Regions from separate parts of the Ovis aries genome. Here region 1 is linked to region 2. Evidence: chromatin contacts called from public Hi-C data. All regions are on one chromosome and are shown on one strand. Each heading gives the region's core, a stretch centred on a gene start, on an enhancer-like site or on the middle of the called end of the contact. The rest is flanking DNA. Distances are from core to core; before and after follow the strand shown.

What was found. Hi-C and Micro-C count contacts between places; a contact is called where the count stands out from the background.
Region 1: a Hi-C map of tail adipose tissue shows a contact between it and region 2, with 11 times the contacts expected there. The contact joins two enhancer-like sites. A contact is called at or near these places in 9 of 16 Hi-C or Micro-C datasets (hypothalamus, mesenteric adipose tissue, mixed tissues and 5 more).

The regions. Positions count from the first base shown.
Region 1 is chr4:72,228,077-72,233,246 of ARS-UI_Ramb_v3.0, reverse strand. It overlaps LOC132659745 (a long non-coding RNA gene), which reads right to left. Exons shown (of 4, transcript XR_009600503.1): 2 at 4,550-4,717; 3 at 3,542-3,765; 4 at 2,143-3,415. Among named protein-coding and RNA genes, the nearest start is that of NPVF, 30 kb to the left of the region's middle. Within about 2 kb of position 3,261, at least 11 of the 54 cell types and tissues checked have an H3K27ac peak or open chromatin away from gene starts, as enhancers often do. A contact at or near this core is called in hypothalamus, where this site is marked.
Region 2 is chr4:72,097,450-72,102,572 of ARS-UI_Ramb_v3.0, reverse strand. The region is part of intron 2 of LOC132659744 (a long non-coding RNA gene); the gene reads left to right. Among named protein-coding and RNA genes, the nearest start is that of TRNAC-GCA, 99 kb to the left of the region's middle. Within about 2 kb of position 1,677, at least 4 of the 54 cell types and tissues checked have an H3K27ac peak or open chromatin away from gene starts, as enhancers often do. A contact at or near this core is called in hypothalamus, where this site is marked.

The sequences.
Region 1 (5,170 bases), core at 2,012-4,511, 130 kb before region 2:
ACATGCCCTGTTGGCATTCTTGTCCATATATTTGGAAGAATCAGTCATGACTTTAAGATCTCTTTCCACCCTTCCCATCTCTTTCCATAGTCCTAGTGAGAACCTAGCTTAGTATGGAACAGACGATATGACAGTTTAACAACTCATCCATCACCCCGATTTGGAATATGTATTTTTCCACATGAAAGGCTTTCAGCAGTGAGTTGGCAGCCAAATGTCAACATGGCATCAAATTCTAGAGAGAACACTAGTCTTCTTGGATAAGGGTCAGCAAAACAGGGTCTGGGTTCTGTTCATTCAGCATCTGGGTGTATGATGTCACTCCTGCAAGATATTTTTCACATGAAAAGAAATGCCTTCTAGGAAAAACTCTGGAGAGGATAGTTTGGTCAAAGGCACAGAGGTGAGGGGAATGGGTGAAAGCAAGGTATTGGGCCAGGTCACAAGGGCTTGTTGCTGATCCTTTCGAATCAGGTCTCAACAAAGATTCAGGCCTCCCTGGGGGCTCAGCAGTAAAGAACCCACCTGCAATGAAGGAGACACAGGAGATGCAGCTTCGATCCCTGGGTCAGGAAGATCCCCTGGAGAAGGAAATAGCAACCCATTCCAGGATTCTTGCCTGGAAAATTCCATAAACAGAGGCGTTGTCACCAGTCAGACATGACTGAGCATGCGAGCACGCAACAAGGGTTCTCCTGCCTGTTGTTCTTTGAGCCAGTAGAATGAGACCGCGTTTGGTTCAGGAGCGGAGTGAAGCTTTATGCTTTGAGAAATGCAGAGGGGCCAGCTTGGGCTCTAGGGCAGCCACCCTCCCGCCGGGCCATGGGCGAGGCTGCTTTACAGGGTTTCCGCGGGGCTCTTCAAGGAGGGGGCGGATCTCTCCCGGGGCAGGTGCAGCTGGGCTGCTCAGGCTTCAGACCTCAGTGCCGGGTGCAGCCCCTCTGCACGAGGGGCACTGCCGCCATCCTGAATCTCATCTTTCTATACGTGATGCTTCTGCACACGGTCCCCAAGCTGAGGTGTCAGCACGGCGGTTCTTCACTTGGAGCTCTGGTCTGAAGGGCCAGGTGTGAGGCCTTTGCCCCAGGCGCCCAGTGAGCAAGTGAAATTAGATGAAGCACAAAGGGAAAAAAAAAAAAAGGTTAGATTTTAGTTTATTATCCAGATTCTATTTTTATTTCCCAGAAATTGTTAATGGGCTTTGTGGGTGACAGGTACGTCCCGAAGGACTATGAAACTCTCAAAGCCATCTTTAGGGGCGTTTGGAAACTGACTTTAAGGCAGTGTGATGTGCTGGATGGAGAGTCAGAAAATCCAGTCTTGTCTCCATTTGGAACTCTTGTCATTTCTGTGGAGCGGTTTCCCTTTCATAAAATCAGGGTGTGGGACTCCCTGGGTGACCCTCAGTAGGCCTCATCCACCTGGTGTAGCAGGTCTAAAGTTGGGCAGAGGGAAGGACAAAGCATGCTTGGTGATTCTGATGCAGGGGGCTGGCGACTACCCTTAGAGAAATAACCAAAGATGAATAACTGGCATTTAGTGTAATCCTTGAGTGGTATTTAGGTCTTCCCTCACCTGTGAGTGCTTTGTGCACCGTGTATTATTGCTCCTGGGAGTGGTCAATGCTGGCTAGATCTGGAGGCACCAGGTGGGCATTCTATTGTATTCATATCTGCTGTGAGAGAGGTTTTGCCACATGATCCTATCCCAAGTCCTTGGATTGGGAGGTTACAGAGACCTCTTTCTGCATTTCTTCAACAAAGAAGCAGCTTAATAACTGTCACACTTTTTGCCTCCGAGGTAGATCAGGAAGTATGTAGGGGGCTTCTTGGAAGAAGAGCAGAAGCTAGAGAGTAAACAGGGAAAGTGAACAGGAGTCCCGTCCTTCAGAACCTCCATTAGGGAATGGAAAGAGCTGGCAACTTTGAGTTATGGGGCTGTAATTCCATCTCAGGATTCTGGCAATGGCATAAGCCACCTGAGTTTTTTCTTGTTAGCTTATGAACATTTCACCGTACCCTACCACTTGCCTTGGAAGATTAATAGCTGCATAAATTACAGTTGTTTTAAAATATATATATTTTACCTCAACATGAGACTTTTCTATGGGTATGGAAGTGCCCTCAACTTACATCTCCCTGGGTGACATGTCCTGTTCTGTGCACTAATGCAGTTTTATAAAATAAAAAGGGCCTTGCACTGATGCAAACTTCACAAAAGGCCGTGAGCCTTGAGTCAGAACAATCTAAGCTGGAAAAGAGCAAATGAAAAAACATGGAGGAGAGAAAGAGAGGGCTGTGGGGGGAAACCCAGGAGAGAAGTGTGGCTAGAGTAGAGGACTTGAGGGTGTGTGGGTGTGTGTGTATGAGAGAGAGAGAGAGAGATTCTGAATGTACAAGGCACAGACAATGAAGGCAATATACCTTCGAAGGTTCATACCTTTGAAGGTATATTTGAAGAAATGTAATTTTTAAAAATTTCTGTGTAGAAAATGGATAGAAATAGGATGGAAATGATACTCCAGATGGATTGGTTGCTCAGGATGGCCCCATGGGTGTCAGGCTGATTGGAACAGGTCCATGAGGGGAACAAGAAGCTTTATCTTGAGGCTGCCTTTACATAGTGAACATTGCTTTCGTTTACTTAGATTGTGTGTTTGGAGTGGTTTGCTGAGGAGCGGGTGGATATGACAGTTGTGTGCCCTTTTGCTTTTCTGTGCTGAGGGCAGAGAAACCCCCTTTATCTTCCTGCTTCCTGCTTCTCTATTAAGTTGTGCTTATGTCCAGGTTTCTTGGTTTTCATACACACGTTACATCCATATCATATTCCAGGGATAAGGCTAAGGCCAGAGAAATCCATGTCTCCCAATTTCCTGTTCAGTGTCTGTTTAGCTCTTGATGACATGGTATTACTCTTTGGGGTGACGGTTATTTAATGATTTATTGAAATTGTCTGAATTCCTTAAATCAGAGTTCAGATCCTCTCCCTAGGCAGAGGGTCTGCAGCAATTTTAGCTCTCATGCCTGGGCTGGTAAATAATATTGTGGATGGCTCTGGAATGCAAGGGGAGGGAAGGAGACAAAAGGAAGCAGTAAGAGAAGAAAAGGGGAACAGAGAACAGAGGGGGGAGAAGCAATGAAAAGCAGCTCAAGGACAGGATGGTGGTGAAGGGACCAGTTGCTCCCAATACCCTCTCACTGACCTAGAAGAGGAAGGCGTCCTGGGAAGTGAGCGCAGCCTCTCACTTTCACCACGAGGGGGCAGACTCGACTTACAGGAAAGAGCAACAAGGTCGGAAGGCAGCGGAGTAAATACGATCCTCTGCTACAGAGGATTCAGTGTTGACCTCATCCTTCACTCCCTGCGGCCGTTCACGTCCCCCAACAACTTAGAGCCCTATCTCTGAACACAACACCTGGGTGGATTAAAGCAAAAAAAGAGAAAAAGAGAGCCAACTTTGCTCAGATTCTCACATAATGTAGTGTACAGAATTATAATTAAACAGATATCACCTATAACAAAATACTTTGTGACATCTCACCTTATTATTTAAAGTGTAGAATCACCCAAGTTTCTATGCAAGGCTCTCTTTTCTGTTTGTCTTTCTTTTTGACTGAAGGGTTATTGCCTGTGCATTATATGTTCATTATTGTTGCAGGCGTTTCAAAAGGTTGGAAAGGGCTCTTTATTTCTTCCAACTCCTTTGCAGTCTTTGCTTCTCTTACAGTTTCACTACAAGCTGATCGAGTCCATGGAAATGTGTTTCTAAGTTTAAAAAAAATTCATAAAGTTAGAGGAATGTCTTTATTTGGAGAAGGATTGGAAACAACCAAATTACTGCAGCAAGTTCCTTAGTGCTTAAAAAGCAATTGTCCGATGCACGTGATTGCTTCCGAACATAATGAGACTGGCGTAGTGATAACAAAAGGCAGGCTGAGCTGAGATATTAAAGAGGAACTACTTCCTCTGCTTCCCCGAGTTGCTAAGTATTATTACCCCAGGTAACTGCATTCCAGGGTCCATACTCTTTTCCTTCTGGTAGAATTTGCCCTTTTTTGAGCCATACAGATCAAATTAACTCCAGTGAGAAACTATGTTTTCCAAAATAGACTTTCTAAGTAGCCAATTAAAAACAGAATCTCTTAAAAATAAAAATCTCCTCTTTGAAATGGTGATTGGACCTCGGAGATAAAGAATCCCATTTGCAAGTTTAAGAGGAAAAATAAGAACTTTCCACTATCAACTGGTTGAATACGAACAGAGGAAGATGCGACTTGTTCTCCTAAATAAATAAATAAATAAAAAATTAAAAGGATATCAAATTGATTGAATCATTGTGGGAAGTTTGGCTCCATTAGTCTCTCGCTTTTCAATATGCCCCAGTTAGCAATAAAACTCAATTTTATGTGAGTATGCGAGGCGATAGCTTTATTCAAATTGTCTGTTAAATTTGGTGGCACAAGAAGAAATGAAGCAAAGCTACTGTTGTGTAGTAAGGTCTTGGGTCTTACTATCTCCTCATCCCTAAGTATAATGAGAAGAGCATTACCTCCATTTAAGATTTATGGAACTTTTTATGAAACGCCATCACGCTAATTTAATTGGTGGGCTCTTTAACATTTATAATCCATTAAAGTGACTGGGAGATGATTACTTCCGGATGTGGTTTCTGTTTTCTCCTTCTGTGTTACCAGCTGCATGCCAATGTTCTGAAACCCTTGCAAGAAAAAAGAAAAAAGAAAGAAATACCTGCTAAAATAAGTTGTTGCTCTTAAAAAACAGGAGAACGAATGATAAAGAAGGATTTGCTATTAGTTTCTGTCTTTGCAGCAGTGGAAAATTGAGAGAGGGTCAAACATTGTCTCTAATTTGGCCACCACCTTCTTGGTTTAATATGAGTGTTTTTAAATGACATCTCTGACACAATCTTCGTCAGGGCTGTTGATTTGTATCTAGCAGAAACAAGATTCAAACTCTTCTGGGATACAGGCTGGGAAGAAGTTTCAATAAGACCTGTAATGATATCTGAAATTTCCTCTGAAAGTTGATGTGGTCTTTTATCTGAAAATCAAAGGCTTTACATCAGACTTTGAGATCCCCTCTCTTAGTTAATTGGTGTTAAGAGAAAAGGTCTGATAGACGCAGAAGGGCTGACAAAACTCAGGTCTGT
Region 2 (5,123 bases), core at 428-2,927:
CAGCAAATTTGGAAAACTCAGCAGTGGCCACAGGACTGGAAAAGGTCAGTTTTCATTCCAATCCCAAAGAAAGGCAATGCCAAAGAATGCTCAAACTACTGCACAATTGCACTCATCTCACATGCTAGTAAAGTAATGCTCAAAATTCTCCAAGCCAGGCTTCAGCAATACATGAACCGTGAACTTCCTGATGTTCAAGCTGGTTTTAGAAAAGGCAGAGGAACCAGAGATCAAATTGCCAACATCTGCTGGATCATTGGAAAAGCAAGAGTGTTCCAGAAAAACATCTATTTCTTCTTTATTGACTATCCTAAAGCCTTTGACTGTGTGGATCATAATAAACTGTGGAGAATTCTGAAAGAGATGGGAATACAGACCACCTGACCTGCCTCGTGAGAAACCTATATGCAGGTCAGGAAGCAACAGTTAGAACTGGACATGGAACAACAGACTGGTTCCAAAAAGGACTATGTCAAGGCTGTATATTATCACCATGCTTATTTAACTTATATGCAGAGTACATCATGAGAAACACTGGGCTAGAAGAAGCACAAGCTGGAATCAAGATTGCTGGGAGATATATCAATAACCTCAGATATGCAGATAACACCACCCTTATGGCAGAAAGTGAAGAGGAGCTAAAAAACCTCTTGATGAAAGTGAAAGTGGAGAGTGAAAAAGTTGGTTTAAAGCTCAACATTCAGAAAACAAAGATCATGGCATCTGGTCCCATCACTTCATAGGAAATAGATGGGGAAACAGTGGAAAAAGTGACAGACTTTATTTTTTGGGCTCCAAAATCACTGCAGATGGTGATTGCAGCCATGAAATTAAAAGACGCTTACTCCTTGGAAGAAAAGTTATGACTAACCTAGATAGTCTATTGAAAAGCAGAGACATTACTTTGCCAACAAAGGTCCATCTAGTCAAGGCTATGGTTTTTCCTGTGGTCATGTATGGATGTGAGAGTTGGACTGTGAAGAAAGCTGAGCACCAAAGAATTGATGCTTTTGAACTGTGGTGTTGGAGAAGACTCTTGAGAGTCCCTTGGACTGCAAGGAGATCCAACCAGTCCATTCTGAAGGAGATCAGCCCTGGGATTCCTTTGGAAGGAATGATGCTAAAGCTGAAACTCCAATACTTTGCCCACCTCATGTGAAGCGTTGACTGATTGGAAAAGACCCTGATGCTGGGAGGGATTGGGGGCAGGAGGAGAAGGGGACGACAGAGGATGAGATGGCTGGATGGCATCATGGACTCGATGGACGTGAGTCTGAGTGAACTCCGGGAGTTGGTGATGGACAGGGAGGCCTGGCGTGCTGCGATTCATGGGGTCTCAAAGAGTTGGACACGACTGAACGACTGAACTGAACTGAGCAAAGAACCGTTATACCACAGAGTGGCTCAGAGCAATGGAGGACAGAGAGAACAAATGGTAAAGAATCCAGCCACAACAACCCTCAACAGTGTGTGTGTGCGTGTGTGTGTAGAAAGATGAGTTGACGAAGAGTGCTCGGTGACGAACCACAATACTGTTATTTTATAGCCGTGAAGAAACAGAATTTCAAGAAGGAACATTAAAAAAACTCTTGCAACAGCACTCTGCCTGACTGAGCATCTGCCCAGCTCCGTAACTTGATGCCGTGCCTCTCTCCTCACTTAAGGCTTTATTTCACTGCCAGAAGCATCGGCGCTCTCTCCTCTCTCACAAACTCGCCACTCACTGTCCCCTGGCCTGCAACGCCCTCTTCTCCTGCTTCTCTCAGAGACGTCACTTCCACCCTCACTGTCATGCCTGCTCCAGACACCCTCCTCACCAGTCTCCACAGGCTCCCATTTACTCCTCAACCTCTTGCTTATTTCCTTCCCAGAATCGATCAGATATTTAATTACTGGAAGCATGCATGCACATATTTTTCATCTGTCTTTAGGATGTAAACTCCACAAAAGATAATGTTTAATGAGAGAAGACAGAAAATAATAACAAAATAAGGCATCTTTGGACTTTGTTCCCTGCCAGAGTTCCCTGCTGTGTACTATTGGCAAGAGGATAGTTTTCCGCTCACTTCAACAGTCATCCATGCCTTCCTCCCCCTACCCTGTCGTAGTGCTGGGGACTAGACTAGACACTCTCTCTTGCCCCTTAGCACTAAATTTCATGGGCCACTCTCACCATTACCCTGCCAAACTACGGCTCTTCCAAATCCATTTTTAACAGATATGAAGGCTCCTTTTACTTCTGGTTCTTGCCTTTTCAATAAAGCTAAGGTGTAGGGCAAAGATTGCAAGGAAGCCTCTGGCCCTGGGAGACCCTTGCATGGAGGGGCACCATGGGGTGGCTTCATTGCTATTCTGGGCTTTGGAAATGGAATAGCGGGTCTCATTGCCTCCCCACAGCTGCTCAGCAGGGAGCATGTAAAATCTCTGCAAACAGTCCCAGTGTGCTTATAAAACCTCAGGTCACTGACAATTGCAGTGCTCATTTGCTGTGGCCAATTTAGCGCTAATAAGCTGAAACTGGGCTTCTGGGATTTGTTTCCATGGCATGTAAGCTCCCTTTAGAAACGGAGTCCCTCCCCAAAGAGATTGCAACCTAATAGGTTTCTTGTTTTCATTCTCCATTTTTGTGAACTGACTTGCGGTCCGTTTAGGAAGTGCCAGAATCATCTCTTCCACCTTTGTCAGAGCCTGTGCTCCACTAGGGGGCAGCCCATCTGCCATTGGACCTGAAGGGACCGTGGGCAAATTGGAGTCCCTGGTCTCTCCTGTCTGGGGAAATGTGGCGAGCGATGGCTGGGAAGGTCAAGTTGCCGTCACATCTGGGTAGCAGACCTGGGTGCGTGCAGAGTGCTCCGAAGGCTGCGGACAGGCCCCATGCCAGGGTACCCAGGTGGACCTCTGTACTCTGGCCCTGAGGCCCTCTGTGGGGGCTGCCCTTGGAAAAGCCCAGCTGAGGCACACCCACTACTCACAGATGGTTCACAGCCTCCCTCCCAACCCCTGACCTGGGAAGGAGCCCTCTTGGAAGGTGTGGATAATTCCTGTGGCTGCAAGTCAGAGGAAGTCTCTCCATTTTGGACTTGATTCCCTGTGACTTGGAGGCAGGCACCAGGCCCACAGAGCATTCAGCTCACTTCTCCCTGCTGCTAGGAAAGCTGATTAGCTACCAGGCCTCACAGTTTCCATAGGTTTGGAACAAGATGCAAAGGGGGGCTCTTTGCCTTCAAGGACGCAGTGTGCCTCTCTCCCAGCAGACAATCCCTGTGGGTTTGGGAGACCTGGTAGACTTGGCATGGTTGCCATTTTGAAGCTCCTCTGTGATCGCTGACAATCCAGATTTGCCCCAGATAAGCAGTTCTGGTGTTCCTTCCAGCTTCCTTGAGGCCTGGGGATGCTGAAGGAAAAGCTCCTTGGTTCCAACCAAAGCAACATTTCACCAGAAATCTGGCTGTCACACAGCCTCGCCGTCCCCGTGGGCTGATTATAGAGTGCAGTCACCTAATTGTTTGTGATCTGCCAAACCCTGTTAGGAATTTGCTTGTAGCTTGGAAGTCCTGCCAAAAACTTCTCTCTAGTTCTGGGCAGAGACACTCGGAGACACCTCTGGGGCCAACTTTCTTTCGTCACGTTCGGCTAAGATGCAAGCTGTCCTGAGAGAGAGCCAGAGTGACTAGGGAAGTAGGGGTGGGGTGGGGTGAGCCCCTTTCTTAGCTTCTCCAGTGGAAAATCACCGACTTGCCAGCCCATACTCTATCATCCACAAAGAGCAGCTGATGGACCCAGGGCTCAGGCCAGTGAGGACAGTGGCCAGTTGCCATGGGGGCAGCAGAAATCTGTCCTTCCTGGGTGATGCCCTTCTCATAGATTGCTAGGAGATGGATCACTGCAATTTTCCTCTGAGAAGGAAGGTTTCATTGTGTTCATTGTGGTATGTGTGTATGTGTGTGTGAGATGCAGACAGGGAGAGTGAGAGAGACATGGGGCAAGAGAGCAAGTTGTGGTGTGGGTTACTGCAATTTTTAACCTAGTCATTTCTCAACCACCTACATTTGATACAAAATGCATAACCTATAGTGGAATCAAATTATTGGCAATGAACTAACCCTGCCAGGTGTTTGGCCTCCGTCTGGCCTGTGTCTCAGGACCCCTCTCGTTGCTTACAGTTCTGATCCTCACCCATTGTTGGACAAAACCCCATGCTTTCCAAGGTTCAAGCTTCCTCCTTCTTCCGTAATGAATGAGAGCATGTACCGTATCCATTTATGCCCATCAAGGGCATAGCTCACATCCTGGCTGTTGTTGAAAGGGAGTTGGCAAGTAAGACAAGACACCTGGTGGCCAGATCCCCTTTGATATGAGGGTTTGCTCTCTAACCCAGCTGGGAGGCAGGCACTTGATTGTTGCTGGGTGAGCGGAGAGATCCCTGCACAGAGGGGAGGCCAACTCTTCTCCAGGAGATCAGGAAATGCGCAGGCTGTCTCCCTCTGATCTCCAGTTGCCAAACTATCTCTACAAGCGGTGTGGTCTCGTCTAAGGAAAAAGTTAAATCCTCCTGAGCAAGATGTTGGGATGTTATTCATTCCTTGGGCATTGGCTAACAGTGTCAGCCAGGTAAATTATTTTCCACCTTTATATTTCATTTTTTTTCCTCTGATTTCTACTCTATCCCACCTTTGCTCACCCTTGAAAACTGCTGGTAGCAAACAAGAACCCAATGAGAATAGATTATGTGGCTGGTGCACTTCGAGTTTTGTAAAGGAAATGGGCTACAAGTTCAAATCTCGTCACAGGGAGACCAGAGAGACAGGTAAACTCTGCTGAGAGGTGATAAACTTGGTGTTGGTTATGGATGCTCATGACCAGGTTTGGCTTCATTAAGGCCCACAGTTTTGAATTTTCTTGTTGAACAGTTCTTTGAAGAAGTCCATTGGCCAAAAGACAAGAGCTGAAGGGTGAAGTGTTGGCAGCATAACACATGGAAACTAAGAAAAACGGAAAGTGCTTGTTCTGCAGAAAACTGGAAGGACTAGATTTTAAGCATTTAAAGCGTTGCCACTTAGAAAGATCACAGTTGTTCTGCATAATCTTCGATTGACAAAAGCTGAAAGGAGCCAAAATTTGAA